Regions from separate parts of the Mus musculus genome. Here region 1 is linked to region 2. The links are chromatin contacts, called in public Micro-C maps. All regions are on one chromosome and are shown on one strand. Each heading gives the region's core, a stretch centred on a gene start, on an enhancer-like site or on the middle of the called end of the contact. The rest is flanking DNA. Distances are from core to core; before and after follow the strand shown.

Region 1 (5,450 bases), core at 1,050-3,549, 480 kb after region 2:
CCACAAAACTCCATGACACACAGAAGAAGCTGTGCCTCTTAGTGGGTCTGGAAGCATCTGAAGCCACCACAGGCAGCCATGAACACTCAGGGGGCCCAGGTGCACTGAGAGCCAGTCCCTCATCAGGATGGAGCTTGCTTGGACCCTCCCCTAGAACTACAATATATCCGGTGGATAGTCAGTCAGTCTTCCAGCCTGCCTGGGACGTGGTTCAAGTACATGAGGCTGCCAAATGCCAAGAGGATCAGCAACAGAGCCTCCACCATCTCTATCCAAGCAGCCAAGTTTTAAACCCAAATACTTCAGGGTTAGAAGTTCAGAACACACGGGAGCCAAGCTTTCTTAGGGGCAGAGGCCGTCTCACAACAGGGGGAGGAGTCGGGGGAGGAGCCCAGGGCAGTACCTGCACCTGTTTTTGAACACACTCCTGCTAGACTTGGAAGGTTCCCATGGCTCTCAACAGAGGACTCACTAGCCTTTGGCAGGCGCAGTATTACACTAGGACAAGCCACCTGCAGGCCTTTTACTGTCACTGGCCAACAGCAACTCAAGAGGATAGACTGCTAATCCACTGGCTGATCTATGACACATTACCCATTTAGATGCCACCTGCTCCCCCAGGTAAATGATGGCAGGCCCGAAGAAACAACCCAAGGAAACAGGTCAGGCACCTAGTAGGAGAGAAACGGGAGCCATGGGTAGTCCAAAGAGAGCACAAGCCAGGGCAAAGCCACCGGCTCCATCCTCCCCTGCAGGGATACTGCCTTGCCTGACACTGGGGGCTCAAAACAGTGTTCTGTGCAAACACAGGCTTACAGGCAGCAAGATCATCCACTTTTCCGCCCCTTGGGTGGCTCCCAAGTAGCCGACGGATTAAAGTGCCCCTTTCAGCAAGACAGTATCAAGGTGTCCTGCCTCCCAAGAAGGGTTATAATTTGCCTCAGGATTTTAGTACAAAACGGCCAGCGTTTGTACAACGCCAGTCCGATCAGCACTGGGGCATGATACTGCCTGGGTCCCATTGGCTTCCTACATGTGCCACCTCCCCTGTATCCGCGAACTGGAGGGGGGGGGGGGTAGCCAGCCATGAAGCAACTGAATAAGCTGGCCGGAACAGCATCCCCAGCAGCAGCGCTTCTCAAAACACATCTTCAACGTCCACGAAAGACACTCAGGCCGGGCCTGATAACCTGTCAGGGATCCAGTGGCGCCATCCCAAGCAGCTGCCCCCAGGCGTCTGCTGGGCCCGGACGGGGCTTGCGGGCCGCCCCGGACGTAGCAGCACCGTGCCACTTTCTCACAGGAGAGACTCCATTGTCCATTATCAAATGAACGCTGACAACCCATCTTCCCTGGCTGACTGGCCGGCCTTGCGGGACAAGAGGCACCGCAGTGCTCTCTCCGCCGGGCAGCCGCGTGTGTACACACGCAAGCACACACGCGCGCACACACCCCGCCGCGCCAGGGGCGCCCGCTCCCCCGCGCTTTCCAGAAGCCCCGGGCGGCCTGGCCCTCACCTTCGATGGCGATGACGTGCTCCCGAATCTGGTTCTGCAGCACCGGCTCCTCCACGCGCTCCAGCAGCTCGTAGATGGAGTAGATGTTGGGGTGGACCGACTCGAAGCGCTGGATCTCGGCCCGGATGGCAGCCGAGTTGGCCAGCTGCTGCTGGTAGTTCATGGTGCAGGCGCGGCGCCCAAAGCCGCGCGCCCCCCGTCGTCGCCGCCCCGCGCCCCGGAGCCCCGCGGGCCACCGAGACCCGGGGCGCCGCAGCCCCCGGGGAGCACGGAGCCGAGGAGGCGCAAAAAAAAAAAAAAAGAAAGAAAGAAAGAAAGAAAGAAAGAAAGAAAAGAAAAGAAAAAGAAAAAGAAAAAGAAAAGAACGCTGAGGATGAAGCAGTAGAGGGGCTCAGTTCATAGCAGGGACCAGCGTCCCGGGTCAGCGGGCCGTCCGGGAAGACCGCGGCGCCATGGAGCGCGGCCGGCCGCGGAGGAGGCTCGCTCGGGCGCCTTCCCGCGCCGCAGCCGCCCGCACCCCTACACGCCGGCCGGCCGAGCAGCCATTAAAGCGCAGGCAGCACGGCGCTGCGAGCGCCGGGGCCGAGGCCCCCGGGCAGTGGCCGCTCTGCTCCGGGCGCACGGCTGCGGCTGGGTCCGCGCGCTTGTGAGTGCCGCGCTACCGCGCGGGCCGGGGCCCTCAGCTGCCCTGCGCCGTCCGCCAAGCCGGGACCGAGCTGTAGGCGCCTTGCCAGCCGCGGAGACCGCTCCGAGCGCCGCCCGCCGCTGCCCGGCCAGCCCCCTCCCTGGCACGCAGGGCTCTGGCCCACGTCGGCCCCGCCCCCGCCTGCGCTCGCCGCCCTCCGGCCGCCGCTGCGTCCTCGGCGGCGCTTCCCAGCGCGCCGGATCCCGGGGAATTGCGCCAGACCCCGCCCCGCGCTGCCTCTGGGCTTGCTGGGACTTGTAGTCCATCACGCCGGCCGGCCCGCGCGCGTGGGGTGCGCTGTGCGATCGCGTCGCAGCGCACTGGGCGGGCCCCGCGGGACGTCCGGATGCCGCTACAGCCCGCGGATCTGCGAGCTGAGAGCCCTGGTCCCTCTCGGTTATCCCTACTGCCCCGTGCCAGCCCCCGCGCCTCTGTACGGGGAAGGTGGCGCACGAGCCCGCCCGCCCGCCCGCGCTTTTGTTTGTTTGCCAGTTGAGCGCTTAAGGAACCTCTGCGACGCGCGGGGTCCCCTCCCCCCGTCTGGCAACTTTCTGCCTCCTTTCTAAACCCAGCAGGATAGTTACTTCCCTTCCCATGGGATACACGGGAGTCCAACGCTTCATCAATAAACTAAACCTGAGGCTGGGGTGGTAGGTGAGACGGAATTCCACGGGGGCTTCTAGGCTTTTCCACGAAAATGTTGCACAACTGAGTTGTAACCTCCACGCCGCAGCCCTCCGAGCGCCCGACACTAACCCCACTTTAGCCCAGTCCAGGAGCCCATGAAGCTAGACCGCACTGCAGCTGAGAGCTCATGCCAACGACTCCAAATGAATTAGATTGTTGTAGATTTCCAAGGATCCAGGACGAGTCCGAGGCCGTAAAGGTCCTGGGTCTATGCACTGTCTCACCATGCAGGGGTGTTTTATAAACAGCCCACATTCCTGATTCAAATGCCCTGGGCTTTACCTGGTTCAAATGCAAGCTAATGGGCAGCCCAGGGCCCCAGGCAGCCTAGCTCTTGGTTCTTGGAACTCTTCCGAGTTCCAGTGTTCCTCAAGCCAGTGTACTGTTCAGCCTTCCTTGTCCCTAACACAGCAGAGGCCCTGGCTTGTTCTGTGCCTTGCCTCTATCTTCGTCCTTAGCAGAAACACTAATAGAGATGCTGGCATGTGGGTTCATTCTACTGTTCGTCCCTACTCCACCTTGAAACCCCAACTCTTTGTGAAATAGTTCCAGGACTCCCCTGCTTCACATCTGGCTTCTCAATCTCTTTGGGGGTTCCTTTGTACTTCTCTAAGGTTTAAATATGGATGATGCTGGGAGTCAACCTTAGACCTGTTTTATTTGCCTCTCTTATGCCTTTGAATATCATATAGAGGTTGATGACACTAAATTTTCTGTCCCAGACCTATCCACCTGTCCCCTCCTCATCACATCCAACTTTTGGATTGAACATGACTTTTCTCCTGTTGGACATCCTGTAGTCTCAGCACTTAAGAGACTAAAACCAGAGGATTGCTGTGGACCCAAGGTGAGACTCTGCTTTAAAAATATAATAACAAAATAAAAATCAGACATCTTCCCCATACCTGTGAACCTCTTCCCACCCCAGTCCGAGGCAGTACAGACCTTTGTTCACTAATTTGAAAATGCAGTGTGTGGTCTTTTCTTCCCTTGTTCTCTTAGATCCCAGAATGTCAGCTCTGCCTTTGGACGGAGCCAGAATCTTCTCGCTTTCTGTCATCCTGCTGAGGCTTCATTATGTAGTCTCGGATTAGTGAATGAGACCTAACCTAGGCATCTTCCCTTTTCCTGTTTCCTCATTGACCAGTCTCAAGAAAGTAGTTCTAGTGAGCCTCTAGGCCATGGCTCTCCTCTGGTCACAGCTCTCCCTCCAACGCCACCCATCCTCCCTGGCTCCCCCAGCCCTCCTGGCTTGCATGCATACCACAAGCTGGGTAGAGTCTCCATTTCCACAGCTTGTGTTTGTTTTTATTTTGAGATTTACATATCTCTGGCTACTCTCAAACTTGCTGTTTAGCCAAGGTTGACCTTGAATTCTGATCTTCTTTCCTCATCTGAGCTGCATCTCCAGTGTGCATTATCCTACTAAGCTTGTCAATTGGTCTACCACAATCCCAAGGGACTGATTAGAAGACACAAGACTCCATTATTCATAGCAACAACAGTGGACAGAGTAGTGGTGGTTTTATATGCCCATGAACTGACTTCCAAGTCACACAGGGTTGTATCAGGGGCCAGGTGACACAGGGTGGCTCTGTATGAGCAAAACCCTGGCCATAAGAGTCCATGTCCTTCAGAGAAGAGCAGAGACGACCCATGTCAGAAGAGACGGAACTCTGGGCTTCAGGACCGACCCTCTTCTCAGGAGCACTAGCCACTATGTCAGAGCACCAGAGACCACACAGCTCAAACAGCAGAAGTGTAAGATCCAGGTGTCAGCGAGGTTGGCTTCTCCTGTGGGCCCCTCCCCAATTCGGAGACAAGCGTTTTACCCCTGCGTCCTTGCCCAGTGTCCTCTACGTCTACACTCTAATCTCTTCATTGAATGACATCAGTCCTGTTGGATCAGGGCCAGCCCTGTTGACCTCATCGTCACTTGGATGCCTCTTTAGAGAGTCAATCTCTTAATGTGTCCCGTTTGAGGGTCATGGAACTTAGAGGTTCATGGGTGTCCAAGGGACACAATTCACCCTCTCACTAGACCACCTCTGCTTCCACTCTGTCCTATCCTCTCCAGGCACCCTGACCTCCTTGATGTGCTCTGAGAACACCTGGTGACAGGAGCATCTTCCCCCAAAACCTTCACCAGCCTCATCGTTTCCTGTATGTATTCACTGTAAAACCACCCTCTCAGGAGACCTTCCCTGATACCCTGTGCAAAGTGGCATCCCAGTTCACCAATACTAGTGCCTCACCTCCTTGTGGGTAAAAAGAGCACTAGTTTCTAAGGATGTCTCAGCTGTCTTATAAGTTCTAGAAGGGACAGAGCTCTGTCAACATGCTTTTGACTTCTGACCTTTAGAACCGTGGGATCATCGCCTTGGACTATTGTTTTATAGTTGTAAAGGGTACCAGTACACTGGCTCAATTTTCTTCTTTCCACATATCCCACCTAACTCACAACTCTTTACTTGCTTAACTCGGGTGTAAGGTTCCTGAAGGCTACAATTCCATCTGTTTTATCTGCCATCCCATCCTCAGGCCCTGGAGCAGTGCCCAAT
Region 2 (4,916 bases), core at 1,267-3,766:
GAAGTGTCCCGGAATGGATCTTGTCAATCACGTCAAAACATAAGGATCCTTTTACGATGCAAACAGTCATTTTCTAAGCAGTTAATAAGCATTAGATGAGAAAAATATTACTGCAAGCATTCGAGAAAAGCCCACTAGTAAATAAAATTCGTATTGATGAAAAATTATCTGAACTCACTAATAAAAGATTAGCATTATAACTCCTGCAGTCAATACTTTTCGTGGCAATTTATGGACACAAATAATATGCCATCAAATTACTTCAAGTGTGTCTATAATTCAAGGGACCTCAATCTTGTTGCTGAACTTTAAGTATGGAATTACTAAAATAGCCAAAGGGATCCTTGTCTCTCCCTGTGGCCAGGCGACAGAAGTCTCTACAATAATTTTTTTTTTTTTTACAGTGAAAGTGCAAAATGGAAGGCAGGAGAGTCAGGTGAATGAGTAACTGCTCACCCAGTCCTCTTGCAGGCAAGCACGAAGGTCCCTGGCTGCGGTTGCGTAAATCAAGGAAGCGGTTATTCTAGAAGTTGAGGAGAGGGGATAACAACAAGGTAGTGGCATTGAAGACTGTCACTGTAGGTATCTCATAATAAGAGGGAGTATTTATTATGCTCATGAAGAAACCAGCCTTTTGCCTTGGGCTTCGATTAACTTCTTTTGTGGGCAAACAGGGACTAGAGCTTGGGTATCCCACAGACACCTCCTTCCCGTGTATCCCAAAGAGAATTAATTTCCCCTCACACTGCCTAAGCCATCTCGAGTTCTGGGCGTGAAGTGAAGGGATGCAACACAGGCAGCGCCCTAATGAATTCCTTTCAAACCGCCTGCTGCCGAAACCATCTATTACTGCGGCCCGGAGAGGGGAAAGGCGTTTGAGATGTCTTTGTCCGGGTGATGGAGGGGAGGGGAGGGGACACTGGTGGGGGAGGAGGACGGCTGGCAGCCGGGCCAGCGAGTTTTCTTCTGGCCAAGAGATGCAAAGGACTCATCGTCCCCTCTTACCTCTCTGGGTGGGCAGTTGCTCTCTGGCAAGATTCTTGGCCCGAGAAGATCTCTAGGATTGAGACGTCCCCGGGGGACCTTGGGGTTAGAGCGGGAGAAAGAGGAAGACCGAGAAAGAAGAGCTTCAAAGAATCGGGTCGATAAATTCATAAAGATCGATTTATCTTTATCTCCCAATTAAATGTGCTTGTGATACATAACACACGTCCAACATGAGCCAACTCCCCAGCCAGAGCTCTTCCGGGTGAACTGATTTTTTAATGACCTATATAACAATGCCCTCCTTTGCTCCTTGGCCTGGTGCTGTCAGCAGTTCCGAAAGGACGTCTAGACCAAGGAATCTGAAGAACAGGCAGGGGGACCCGAGGAAGCCCAACGCGCTTGGCAGGATCTGCCTTCGCCACGAAAGGATCCCATTTTAAAAGGAACACAAGATTTGAAAGTTTGTTTCAACATAAGAAAAGATGACCAGAAATGCCTACTTTCCTTTCGCCGCAATCCCTCCAATCTCCTAACCCCCAAATTCCCGGCTTTTTACCATTGTCGAGAACAGGGGAAATATCTTGAGGGACTCAGCTCCATCCAGCAGTCCGCAAAGGGGAACCGCGTGCCCAGGAGTCCTCGCGCTGCGCAGAGCCAGGGTGAGAGCTCCCTCCGTTGCCAACGTGCTTAATTAGTGCCTATTTACAAAACGCAGCTTTTATTTGAGCAAACATCATAAAGCTTTCATCAGGATAATCTCACGTTATACAATCCAGAGGCGTCGCAACCCCCCCCCCCATTCCTCCCTGAAGATGGAGCAGATAAAAGACTCGCTTTATTATCATAATTATCGTGGCTGTTATTTTGGTGTACGCTGGCAAAGTGGGTAAATAGGTGCGATGATTAAGAATGTCATGAAAAATGAGCAGGGATCGCTCACGGAGGGCCCAACCAGGAATGAGGGAGACCACCGCCGGCCGCCCCGCTGCCACCAGCGGGCCGCAAGCAACCATTCAGCTTCCGTGTCGTGTGAGCAAGGGCTGACAGGCCCAGGCGCACCTCTGGGAGCAGACCTGCAGAGGCAAGACCTTAAACGCTATCCGGAGACCTTGCCCGGACCCTTGGCACAACCAGAGCGCCCCTGGTTAAGGTGAGCATCACACAGGGTTCTGCTGTAGTAAAACACTCCCGGCCCATCGGTGGCGGGTGCCAGTTCCAAGCCGCCTCTCATGAGGCCTCCACAGGGATGCCAGGGACTCTAGGGTCTGAGTCGGGTAGGTAGCAAGGGTCCCTCTTAAGTTTGCTCCGCGCGGTGCAAAGGCTCCAGCTCCCAGGCCAGCACGCTCCAACCGTGGCGCCGGTAGCCCATTTGCGGCCCGCCTGGGTGAAGGGGGCGGAGCCCTAATTTCGCCCCGCCTTCCCCTGAATAGCAAATAGGAGTTGGTGCTCGGTCCCACGTGACACGAGCTCCGCTGGGCAGCTGGCAAAATGTGAATGAGAAAGAGGAGCGCGATTTAAAGGTGCTGGCGGCGCCCGCCAGAGACAAGTGCGCCGGCTTCGCGCGCTCCCCAGCCGCCCGTGGGAGACGACGGACTGCAGGACGGACAGACGGACGGACGCACGCACTGCTGGTAGCTGGGCCGAGACCTGCAGACGCGAAGCGCGCGCGTTCCGACGGGCTAGCAGCCGGGAGCGGTTCCGGCGAACGCGAGGTCCCCGGCGCCCTCTCCATCCCGGGCGCACGGCCTCATCGCGCTCGGTGGCTGCACCCGTGCAGGCCGGGTATGCTGCGGGTCCTGCACTGAGGGGCGGCGGCGGCGTCTGCGCTCTGGGCACCGCTCAGCCCCTGCCCGGAGTTCCCGGTGGTACTCCCAGCGTCCGGAGGGCTTCCAGGCGGCGGCGGGACACGGGGACTTTTCGTCTCTCCCTGGCTTCTCCCGAACGCGTCTATGAGCGCAGCGTTCCCGCCGTCGCTGATGATGATGCAGCGCCCGCTGGGGAGTAGTACCGCCTTCAGCATAGACTCGCTGATCGGCAGCCCGCCGCAGCCCAGTCCCGGCCATTTCGTCTACACCGGCTACCCCATGTTCATGCCCTACCGGCCGGTGGTGCTGCCGCCACCGCCGCCACCGCCTCCCGCGCTGCCCCAGGCAGCGCTGCAGCCCGCTCTGCCGCCCGCGCACCCTCACCACCAGATCCCCAGCCTGCCCACCGGCTTCTGCTCCAGCCTGGCGCAGGGCATGGCGCTCACCTCCACGCTCATGGCCACTCTGCCCGGCGGCTTCTCTGCGTCGCCCCAGCACCAAGAGGCGGCGGCTGCCCGCAAGTTCGCTCCACAGCCACTGCCCGGAGGCGGCAACTTCGACAAAGCCGAGGCGCTCCAAGCGGATGCGGAAGACGGCAAAGCCTTCTTGGCCAAGGAGGGCTCGCTGCTCGCTTTCTCTGCGGCCGAAGCGGTGCAGGCGTCGCTCGGTGAGTCGGCGGCGCGCGCAGCCGGAACGCGGGGACGGGAGGGAGTGGGGGCGGGCCAGCTCCGGGTTCCCGCCGAGACCCGGGGGACGAGGCCGCGCCCCCGCCCGACCTCTGCGGGAATAGCTGGAGGAGTTGCGGTGATGCCCACCGGAGCTTTCCAATGGGGCATTTAACGCCAAGCAACAAGCAGGATCCTGGGGAAAGGAGGCGTTTAGAGCTCTCCTGCTAGCTACTCCAGGCCACACATCTGGTGGCGTGTTTGGCACACACACACACACACACACACACACACACACACACACACACACGCTGTGATTATTGAGGGTCCTTGGTGTGTTGCAACCTTAAAGAGAGGCCTTATTGGGCTGGTTTTTTTCTTTTTTCAGTTGCATATGTACCCAATAGAGTCCAGACTCAAATATCTTCACTGGGTTCTCTGTTCATCCAAGAGAATCAGATTCCTGCGAGACTCTCTCTCTCTCTCTCTCTCTCTCTCTCTCTCTCTCTCTCTCTCTCTCTCTCTGTGTGTGTGTGTGTGTGTGTGTGTGTGTGTACATGCACGCACTAGGAACTCTAGGGTGGAAAACTTCTCCTAAGGAGACACAAATGATATGTCTCAAGAAAGCTGCGGGCTGGCATCGGCCCTACACCACTCACATCTGCTGTGAAATTGAGGCTCACTTAATTTTAGTTGTTCAGATGGTGGTGGGGAGGATCATGAACTCCCCCTTGGTCTTCAAACAGTCCTGGACCCCAGGGAAACAAAGGGGATATTCTCTTGGGCCTCAGGTCCGAGCAGCATCCTGATACTTAAGCTGTTAGAGGCTGGGAGGGTGAGCGGGAGACATGGCAGCCCCTTGAGTGATGGTTCTGGGCAAAGGGCCGTCGCCTCTACTGTCTCCTCCTCTCCTTTGAGCTTTTTCTCACGCTCCCCCCACCCCCTTCCTCAAAGGCCAGGAAATCGCAATGTGTTAATGTGGTAGAAAGACAATCTGCTGGGGGGAGATAGGGGTGAGGTGCCCAAGTGGGAAGGGACTGGGGAAGGCAGTGTTCAAAATGTAATAAAATGCCGTTTGGTTTTGCTTTCAGTCGGGGCTGTCCGAGGGCAAGGGAAAGACGAGTCAAAGGTGGAAGATGACCCGAAGGGCAAGGAGGAGAGCTTCTCTCTGGAGAGCGATGTGGATTACAGCTCAGATGACAATTTGCCTGGTCAGACTGCTCATAAGGAAGAAGACCCCGGCCACGCACTGGAGGAGACCCCGCAGAGCGGCGGTGCAGCAGGCAGCACCACGTCCACAGGCAAGAACCGGCGGCGGCGGACTGCCTTCACCAGCGAACAGCTGCTGGAGCTGGAGAAAGAATTCCACTGCAAAAAGTACCTCTCCCTGACCGAGCGCTCACAGATCGCCCACGCCCTCAAACTCAGCGAGGTGCAAGTAAAAATCTGGTTCCAGAAC

What was found. Hi-C and Micro-C count contacts between places; a contact is called where the count stands out from the background.
Region 1: a Micro-C map of embryonic stem cells shows a contact between it and region 2, with 2.0 times the contacts expected there. The contact joins the promoter of Agap1 here to the promoter of Gbx2 in region 2. A contact is called at or near these places in 5 of 39 promoter capture datasets (hippocampal neurons, liver, neutrophils and 1 more), 7 of 484 Hi-C or Micro-C datasets (embryonic stem cells, macrophages, stem cell-derived neural progenitor cells and 1 more), 5 of 115 datasets of contacts at active chromatin or transcription factors (bone marrow-derived macrophages and embryonic stem cells) and 1 of 9 other capture datasets (adipose tissue).

What each region holds. Positions count from the first base shown.
Region 1 is chr1:89,451,660-89,457,109 of GRCm38.p6, reverse strand. It overlaps Agap1 (ArfGAP with GTPase domain, ankyrin repeat and PH domain 1), which reads right to left and starts at 2,299. Exons shown (of 18, transcript NM_178119.3): 1 at 1,518-2,299. The coding sequence starts at 1,680.
Region 2 is chr1:89,928,776-89,933,691 of GRCm38.p6, reverse strand. It overlaps Gbx2 (gastrulation brain homeobox 2), which reads left to right and starts at 2,516. Exons shown (of 2, transcript NM_010262.3): 1 at 2,516-3,459; 2 at 4,549-4,916. The coding sequence starts at 2,937. It overlaps LOC102637806, which reads right to left and starts at 1,617. Exons shown (of 4, transcript XM_030244408.1): 1 at 1,544-1,617; 2 at 1,006-1,083; 3 at 457-523; 4 at 1-73. The coding sequence starts at 1,587.